Regions from separate parts of the Gossypium hirsutum genome. Here region 2 is linked to region 1. A link is a contact called in public Hi-C data. All regions are on one chromosome and are shown on one strand. The core of a region is the stretch at or near the end of the contact, and the rest is flanking DNA. Distances in the headings are between cores, read along the strand shown.

Region 1 (4,723 bases), core at 1,081-3,580:
TTTGAGCACATCACACAAGTCAGCATAAGCATCATCCATAAGATCTTTATATCGAACTGCACTTTTGGGTAATCATCTTAGATGCACAATAATTAAATATGGTTCTCTATGTGAAGAGCAATAACAAGAAAACTCAAACCAAATCAAATATCAACATATACAACAAAAAAAAAAAAATTTGCAAGGAAAAATGTGAACTATATGCCTATTGCTTAGTACTTGTCACTAGCATCATCAGTACAAGCTTACTACTTACCTTCATAATATATATTTGGACGGTTGAAAGATGATTTAAGGACTAAAGGATTTTGCAAATTTAAGGAATCTATGACATCCTTCTGTACTCTGCAAAATGAAAAAGAAAAAGACCAAATTATTTTGTAAATTGGTTCTGGCAATTTACCTCACGAGAAAAATCTCCTAGACTATTGGAACATGATATTCTCCCTTATGAAAGCAAAAAGTATATTACCACACTCACTTAGGAACAGCAGTGGCAGTCAAAGCCAATATTGGTACATCTTGTAGTTGGTTCCTCAAAGATGAAAGCTTCCGATAGCTAGGCCTACAATAATACACCAGCAAGAAAAGAGAAAAAAAAAAAAAAGATCAGAAACCTTCATGTAAGAGTTTTAGCAATAAAATAGTCCTCAAATGGGTGTATATGCAGAAAAAACATATGCATAGGTTATTACATATGAAAAGAACAAGAGTTGGATACACCTCAGCAAATAAAATTACGTTCAAACATGAACACGTCAGACATAGGCTACATATGAAAAGTGAAAGCCTAAATTCAGGCTGAATACTAATTGTTGTCTTTTACAGTAATTTGGCATAGAACTAAAAGAACATACTCAAATTTCTTTCCTTTTGGTGGGAGTGATCACAAACCTGAAATCATGACCCCATGATGAGATGCAATGTGCCTGCAATTTTCACAAAAGAAGCAAAATTTTAGGCAGAGACTTAATGTCTTAAAACTTCTCGTCAAAAAAGCTGCAAATTTCCAGACTAAAGTCATTGGTCAATACTAGTTCATGCAAATCACACCTCATCTACTGCAATGAGATTTAACAATCCTCTACCATGAATCTTTTTAAGCTTTGACATAAATCCTGAAGTGGCAATCAGCTCCGGTGTCACATAAAGCAAGCGAATAGATGGTTGTCCACGATCAAGATCTTCATGAATCTGATAATTAAAACAGAAACATCAAAAAGAATACAATAACATGTTCATTTCAACTGATCTCATCCATTACAACGAATAAAACCAAAATTTGCTATTAAGGGCAAATAATAATAGCCCAAGGGCCACGATGGGACATATGGTTTCCTAGTAACAAACGAAGCTCAAGCTTAACAGTCAGTGCCATAACTTAGATTACCTTATTCCTCAGCTGCGACGTTTGAGTTGAAGAGAGAAACTCAGCCGCAATTCCTTTCTCCTTCAATGCCATTACTTGGTTTTCCTAAATAGTAAATAAATTCCAAAAAAAATTTTAAAAAATGTGGGAGAAAAAAATTATTATACTAGAAGGAAGCTGCCATGCGATATACTTACCATCAAGGCTGCGGATTAAATTGGAGGAACAAATGTACCAGTTAAGTGCAATGTCCTTCCGGTTTAAAACCAGTGAATAGTTAAAAAAAAGGTTAAGAAACCTTTCAATAAGTAAAAGTTAAAAAAATAAAATAAAATGGAAGAGATACATCCACCTATTAACGGAGAAATGACGAGCACAATTCCCGTTTTAGCCAAAGCAGGGATTTGATAACACATTGATTTTCCTCCCCCCGTTGGCATTAGACAAAAACAATCTCTCCCTGAAATAAAAAGGAATGGGCTAAATTCAACAAAATTTTGAAAAAAAAAAACGATCTTGATGAAAATTTACGTTCAAAATATACCTGATAAAATGGCCTCAATGGCTTCCAACTGATTCCCTCTGAAATCAGGATGACCGAAATTCCATCTCAGGAGCTTAACCAAAGCGTCTCTTCCACATTTGCGCCGCTTGTCTTTGGCGCCAAGGTTTTGCAATGGCAACGGCGACTTCTTCATTGAATCCAATGTTGTTCTGAACTCAAGCTTTGTTACAACCGGTAATCGACGATGAGTACTATTATTGAAGAAAAATAAAATCGAAGGAATGGTGGAGTAGTTCTTCACCTGGAGTGGAAATCGGAGACCTGCCCTCACTTTCTTTCTTTCGAAGAATCGAATATCAAAAGAAGTTTTGAGCTTTGAAACCCAACAATTTTAAGAGTTCAGAGCTTAACGGCAATCATAACCTGAATACTACTGGGTAGGAAGCCCATATCGCAGACTTGAAGGCCCAGGTCAGCTTCTTTTTCAATGGAAAAGGACGGCGAGACGGTGACGGTGAAATTATTGAGGTAGCCTAAGATTTGATATTAAAATAAAATTATGGATTATTATGATTATTCAGTTTTAACTCAATTGATATAAGTATTATTAATATATGAGTATGCGTTCGATTACGTTAAAATCTCCTATTTCTATTTATATGTTGAGAGAGATTAAGGGTAATTCTAGATATAATCAAAATAAATTGCTTAAAAAACAAAAATATGAGTTAATTTCAAATGCAAAGATAAGAGTGAGTGAGTGAGTGAAAAAACAAAACAGAGTTATTAAATTAAATTTATATAAATAAATTTTTAATATATTTAAAATATTTATTTAAAATGATTCATTAAATTATAAAATTTATTTTAAAGTTTTAAATAATAAGGTGGTATTTAGAAAATTACCTAGTAATTGAATTTAGATGTAATTGTTTATAATTACACATTGGTGGTATGTTTGGTAACTATTGTAATTGACGAGTCTCACGAATTGAGTGTAATTGAAACACTCAAATATACTTTCTAATTTTTAGAGTAAGGTGAGAATTTGAATAATTACATATGTATTTACACCCAAGCCCAAATTAAAAAAAACTATTTCTATACAAATTATAAAATTATATTATAAACGTAACATGTATGAGTGTTTTGGGATAGTTATGACAAAAAATTTCTTATATTATAAATCGTAAAAAATTATATTATAAAAATAATTTATGCATTTTATAAGTTATAACAAAAATATATATTATTAAAAAAAAGTTATAACAGGTTATAAATGTTTTATAATATATTTATTTATAAAAATTTATGATCAATTATGGACATAACTTATTTATACGTGGATGTTATATATTATAAAAATAATAGACTATTTATTAAAAAAATTATAGTTTTTTATTATAACTTATTTGTAAAAGTAACTTTTAAAGTAACGGTAAAAAGTTATATTATTTATAAAAAGTATTATGAAAGTTTTGGATAATTTATTTTATAAATTATAAAGGTTAAGTATTATAAATTTTATATTATGTTGACTTAATTTACGTATTATGAAAAAAATCTTTCCGTACTAACATCATTTTAGTATAGCATTAAAAAAAATGATATTGTATTAGTATATTACATATTTTATAACTTCAATCATAAGTAGAATTGAGATGATCCATATACTTCCAAGAGTTAGGGATAGTCAAAAAATAAAAAAAATCAAAATCCGAGAGGTTCTGACTCAAACCAATTCATTAGGGGATTTTTTTTGAAAAATCGGGTTGAAATTAGAAAAATAGTTGGGTCAAGTTTGAGGTAAATCCACCCCCCGCACCGCTTCGAAATATTTACAAAAATATCTTTGATATATATATATTTTTATATATCAAGTTTTTGCTTTCAATAAATATATATCAAGTTTTAAGTCTAAACTAAAAAAAAATTATTTGCTTCAAAATAAAAAATAATAATAAAACAATTAAAAATGTAATCTTATTTGCTTAAAAATTAAAAATAAAAAAAATTCCATTAAATTCAGGTCGGGTTGGAGCGGAATCTCCTATTAAATTTCAAGTTCGGGGCAAATTTATCAAGGTTCAGAGCAAGGTCGAGTTCGGGGCAAGTATGCACTAGAACAATTAGATAAAATTAAATATGATGTTTATTGTTCTTGTTATTATATTTGTAATCATATTATTATCTACTTTGTTATACTAACATAATACATACGATGATTTAGTTTTAATTTTTTCTCCTTGTTTAGAAATTATTTTTTTATACTAATAATTTTTATAGTAATTAATATTTATTTAAAATATAAAGTATGTAATCATGTAATTACAATTTGTACTGCCAAACATGATAGAAGAAATTACGATGTAATTACACTTTATCAATCAAACACGTCTAGTGAATTCCAATTCTTTCATTCAATTACGTTGTGCTGCCCAAACAAACCTTAAGTGAAATTATCTATATATAATCTCTTTATATTAAATAAAATCATATAAAAACACGAGTTGGGACTAAATTTTGAACTAACCAATATAGTACTTGTTGTTCATTATATTACTGATTTTTTATTTAAATATTTTTATTTTTTACAAGATTTATCAAACTTATAAATAAGAATTTTAATTTAATTAAAATATTTTGTTAAATAAATTTACTAAAATTTACCATACTTGTCTATGAGAATTTTGTTTCTATTAAAAGATTTTTATTAAATGAATTTATATAATGAAAATAAAAAATTTTAAATTTTATATTAAATTAATTTATTTAAGTGTTTTTGTGTGTGATTTAGATAGGTGGAGCTGTATATTTATATGACATGATTATTGCTTATAGATGTGATA
Region 2 (4,771 bases), core at 707-3,206, 340 kb before region 1:
CTCCTTTTGGCAGGGTGGATTTATTGATGATTTCCTCTCACATTTGATGTGCTGCTGTTGCGCCCTTGTTCAAGAATGGCGAGAAGTAGAGATACGTGGGTTTAATGGTATGTCCAGTATATGCCAATTGCCAAGAACCTCGTGATCTGGTTTGAAATCTCAGTTTTCTTCTAAGTATTCATCGGTAACTAATGACAACCAAATCAGAACATATTGGATAGTTTTAGTTACTGATCGTGTGGGGTAGCTTTTCTTTTGAATTCTTCCTTTTTCCCCCAGAATGATGCAATTCATATTTGTGGTACTGTTTTCGTCATGTTATAAACGTGCAATTCATATGAACATGCAGGGTCAGAGAAGACTAAAACAAGCCCGCCACCATCACAATTTATGGAATCATGAGTAACAGGACAGGATAGGATTCAAAGCTTTTCCCTTCTTTTTTTTTTGGAGGTTTAATATATAGAGCGTAACCCTCCTTAGTGGCCTCTGTGAAATTAAAACTGTACTAAGAATATGGCGCCCTTTGCTTTTGAACCTATAGATATGTAAATTAGTCCAATTATTTGAGGAGATTCATTCACCTCATGTTGTATTATACACTAATTTTTAGCTGTATAGTAGTTTTGGATTTAGTTTATTAAACTTGTTTCTTTAGATATTAGGGAAACAAGTATTCAATCCAAGGGTGCTTTTGGATAAAAAAAATTTAAAATTTTGGAGGCTTAAAATGAAAATCTTTTAAAATGCAGTATTTCAAAATGTTAGTATTTACGATTATTTCGTTTTGGTAAAATAAAAGTGTGATTATGATTATTTTCAATATTATGTTATATTTTGAATATCATTTATGTTTGATGTTTTTATTTTGAAATTTGTTTACATGTAATATTTTAACGAAAGGACGACCATAAAGCTCATTGTCTTGATGAAAGAACGATCATAAAAATTGTCTACAATGGGACTGATCGAGTATGCATATCTTTAACTATTTCTCCTAATTGTACAGAGACCTCTATGTACCTTAACTTGCAATTAACCCCTTTTATTTGGGTTTAGTTATGCATCAAATATTTGTTCCCTTTAGATATTTGAAATTTGTCATTTCTTTTCTAATTTAGAAATTTATTCTATCTATGTATGTAATTTAAAAATAAATTTTAATGGAAAACGTCATTTATAAACTAAAGATAATTTTGAATAGGTAGTATTTTAACATTCCAAGATTTAATTGCTCGACGGGCTATGATTGATTGCTCTAGGCAGGTGGGTTCTAGTAACAATCGGGTGTGTTGGTTGATTAGGTGGGAAGGCTCGCCGCAAGTTGAACAAGGATGGGGTGCTTAGGACCGATGGCGGCTTGGCTTCTTGTGGTGGTGTAGTGCGGGACACTACAATGGACACTGGCTTGTGGGGAGCATTGGCATTTGTTCTATAACGGAAGTGGAGTTGTGTGAGGGTTTGCGCTGTGCATGGGAGGAGGGTGAACTTCGCATTGTTCTTGAAATGGATAGCTTTGAGGTTGTGTGGCTACTTATGGAGGTTCTGAGGCTGCTCTATTATATCTGGTTTGGCGCTCGATTTTGGCCTTACTTAAGCAAAGGTGGTGCATGCTTATCGTGAGGGAATAGGGTCGCAGATGTGCTAGCAACGATGGATTTGTATTAATTATTTAAGTAGCGTATATTTAAATTATCTCTAAATGAAGTGTTGAAAATTCTGCATAATAATAATTAAAGGGTTAATTTTTCAAGATTGATAGTTAATTAGACACGTGCTTATTTCTACTCTTTTAAAAAAAAGTAATTAAAAAAATCCAACATAAAATAATTAAAAACATTACTAATTAATTCTAAATTTTAAATTAGACAAAATTTCAAATGAATAGTACTTGTACGGATTTTATTTTTGCAAAAGCCTAAAAGGACTAGTGTATGGGCCAGCGCTGGGGTTACATTGTACCATCGCGAGTAGCAGATGGGGATAAAGCATAAAAGTTAAAGGGCAAAACAGATTGAAGGGAAGAGGAAAAAAAAATAAAGCCTAAAAGTTAAAAGGTAAACAGATTGAAGGGAAAAAGAAAAAAAAATGGTGAGATTATCCAAATGGCTTCTAAAAGAAGCAGGAACCGGAGTTAACAAGACACTTTCAGAGATCCTCGTTTGTCCGCTCTCCAAACAAGCTTTAAGGTGCTCGCTCTTTTGGTTTCCCTTTCCTTTACGATGTTTTCCGTTTGCTGATTTCTGTATTTTTATTGGATAGGGTTTGCGAGGAACCACCTTCTCTTATCAGCGATTCTATTGGTGTCTCTTTTCCTGTGAGTTACATTTCTATTTCCCCTTTTTTAATTAGGCTGTTTCTTTCCAATTGTTGAGTTTCCTTGGGAATTGGTTGCCTAATGATTTGCTATTAGATTATGATAATATTATACCTCTGAAGTTGCCATTGGAGTTGCAATTCTACCGTTTTTACCAAAGGAAAACCTTTTACAACTTATCTGTATGTAGTTGGGTTTTGGAGCTTATGGTTTGTGTGTGGTTTGGTTAGATAAAGGATGGGATCCCATGTTTGGTGCCGACAGATGGGAAGATACTTGATACTGATGATACAATGAAACATGATAATGCTGCTGATGATTCAGCTAACAACAAGTAACGAATGGCTAGTTGGGGATCCTTGTATCTTGCTATTTCCATGGTGCTATGGATGGAAAAGGAAGACCTCACCTATTTATCTTTGTAAACTGCCTGTTCTATGTTTGTTTGCTGCCTCTGTGTTCAGTTTAGAACCCAAAACATGGATTGCATAGAAAGGAAAATTGTTTTTGGGTTATAAAATCATGATTCCTATTTTTGAAGGTTTTAAAGAATGAGCATAAACGTATTTTGTTTGTTCATGAGAATTTGCGTTGCTAAATTCATGCATTTGCGATTCCTTTTGGGGCTATCTTTTAGTGCTATATTCTCAGTCTTGCTTCCTTAGAAGCATGCTTGACCAATCCATGTTACGATGATGATGTTCCGGGATATTTAACTTACTACCTATTGGATATGCTTGACTCACGATTGATATCCTGATTGCTGTTCGGGTTTTTTGAATATTTGGAATGAATCCAATCACTGGAAGCGCTGTTTAATCCTATTGGTCAACCAAGTGATATGTCACTGCTATGGAAACATTTTCAGCTATATTTATCAAGCACTCAAGCAACTGGTTTCATGTGGGCAGTCTTTTTTGTTTTCTTCAAAGGAATTTGGTGTAGAAAGTGGCATGTTAGTTTTTGGGAACAAATCTCTTGTTAAATATATGGTGCAAATGGTTCTCAAGAAGTTGGTAGTCTACAACATGATTGGTGTAAGAGTAGAAGCAAAAAAAAGCTGGGCGATGTGGAGATGGAAGAAGGTCAATTAGGGGTGAGCGAGAGAAAGCAGTTGCGGGCAAGAGTGAGCTAATGGTGAAAGCTTTCAGAACAAGTTGAAATAGGTTTTGAAGGAGGGAGTTGACATGCTTCATACTTCCTTTTCAACTGGTCAATGGATATAGCTAAAAGAACGCAGAAACCCTACTGTACATAATTTGGATATCGATATAGCTAAGCTTAAAAAAATAAAGATTAAATAAAAAAATTCCATTGCCGGGAATTGAACACGGGTCTCCTGGGTGAAAGCCAGACATCCTAACCACTGGACGACAATGGATTAGATGTGATAGGTAATATTTATTTATTATATATAAAGTATTGGATAGAAGAACTAGGTTAATCGGTTTTGTATATCATAAGAAGTCGAAAGAAATACTTGATTTTTGAACATGTTTATATTTATGTATACTTTTATAAGGTCGATTTTGTTGACGCATTTGCAAAGTGTTGTCTATCCAGATACGTCAATTCCCTCAATAAATTATAGTATTTTTGATGGAGGGTTTGACTCCTAATTTTTCTGAGAGCCTAAACAAGTTCATAGAGTATTTTTATCAAAAGTTGAAGTGTCTAAAGAGGCGGTTTGAATATGTGATGATGGTGGGTTCATCAAGCAACAACACTTTGTTGGATGCCTAGTAAGGTTTTCACTTTATGGTATTTGAACTTGTACCTTATGTTATATAAGAGCATTGTCGGTGTGAATGTTATCACTTGAGGTCAAACCTTTAACAACCCTATATGCGAAATTCAATTTAGAGCTTAGGCAAATATATGAGACTAAAAAAATGGGCTTAGGCAAAAAAATTAGTTTGAACTTTGCCCAAATTTATAATTATATATTTAATGTGGAGGGATTCACTTATATCAGGTTGTTAAACTTAACAATCATGATCTAGATGAATGAAGATGATGGTTAGATTATTAAAATATTAATAGTATTAAAAATTACGGAATATTTTATACCGATGTAAATAAATCTCTCTCTATATTTAATTATTAATTATATATACTATTAAATATGATAATTCTAATTATAATAAAATCTCAAGTGTTCCACAATAGCCTAAACGCAAAAAGATAAGCAGCCAACCTAAAGTTAAAAACTCATTAAATTAATACTTTTCTTTTGGGATTAATCTCAAAATCATACATCAAATTTGGTTAAATGTGTCAAATTTGGTTAAATGTGAAATGTAAACGTGAATTATGATTTTGTGTAATTTTATATATGAAATTTTAATTTGACTTAATTTTCACAAATTACTAAAATAATTATCAAAACCATTTTAAGTTTACATATTGCATAAATAAATAAACATATTTATCTAATATGAAAAATAAGTGATG

The links. Hi-C and Micro-C count contacts between places; a contact is called where the count stands out from the background.
Region 2: a contact with region 1 is called in a Hi-C map of leaf, with 2.0 times the contacts expected there. The contact joins the promoter of LOC107895752 here to the promoter of LOC107895547 in region 1. A contact is called at or near these places in 3 of 34 Hi-C or Micro-C datasets (all in leaf).

Annotation. Positions count from the first base shown.
Region 1 is chrA11:23,948,575-23,953,297 of Gossypium_hirsutum_v2.1, reverse strand. It overlaps LOC107895547 (ATP-dependent DNA helicase Q-like 3), which reads right to left and starts at 2,330. Exons shown (of 20, transcript XM_016820812.2): 1 at 2,176-2,330; 2 at 1,914-2,094; 3 at 1,722-1,829; 4 at 1,567-1,574; 5 at 1,391-1,474; 6 at 1,054-1,194; 7 at 895-929; 8 at 482-565; 9 at 257-345; 10 at 1-56. The coding sequence starts at 2,067.
Region 2 is chrA11:24,285,709-24,290,479 of Gossypium_hirsutum_v2.1, reverse strand. LOC107895752 (UPF0434 protein Mmwyl1_2153) reads left to right here and starts at 1,956. Exons shown (of 3, transcript XM_016820984.2): 1 at 1,956-2,189; 2 at 2,263-2,317; 3 at 2,548-2,896. The coding sequence starts at 2,089. The coding sequence ends at 2,655. It overlaps LOC107895710 (protein MID1-COMPLEMENTING ACTIVITY 1), which reads left to right. Exons shown (of 10, transcript XM_041081415.1): 9 at 14-107; 10 at 350-679. The coding sequence ends at 402. It overlaps TRNAE-UUC (transfer RNA glutamic acid (anticodon UUC)), which reads right to left and starts at 3,698; the gene lies at 3,627-3,698.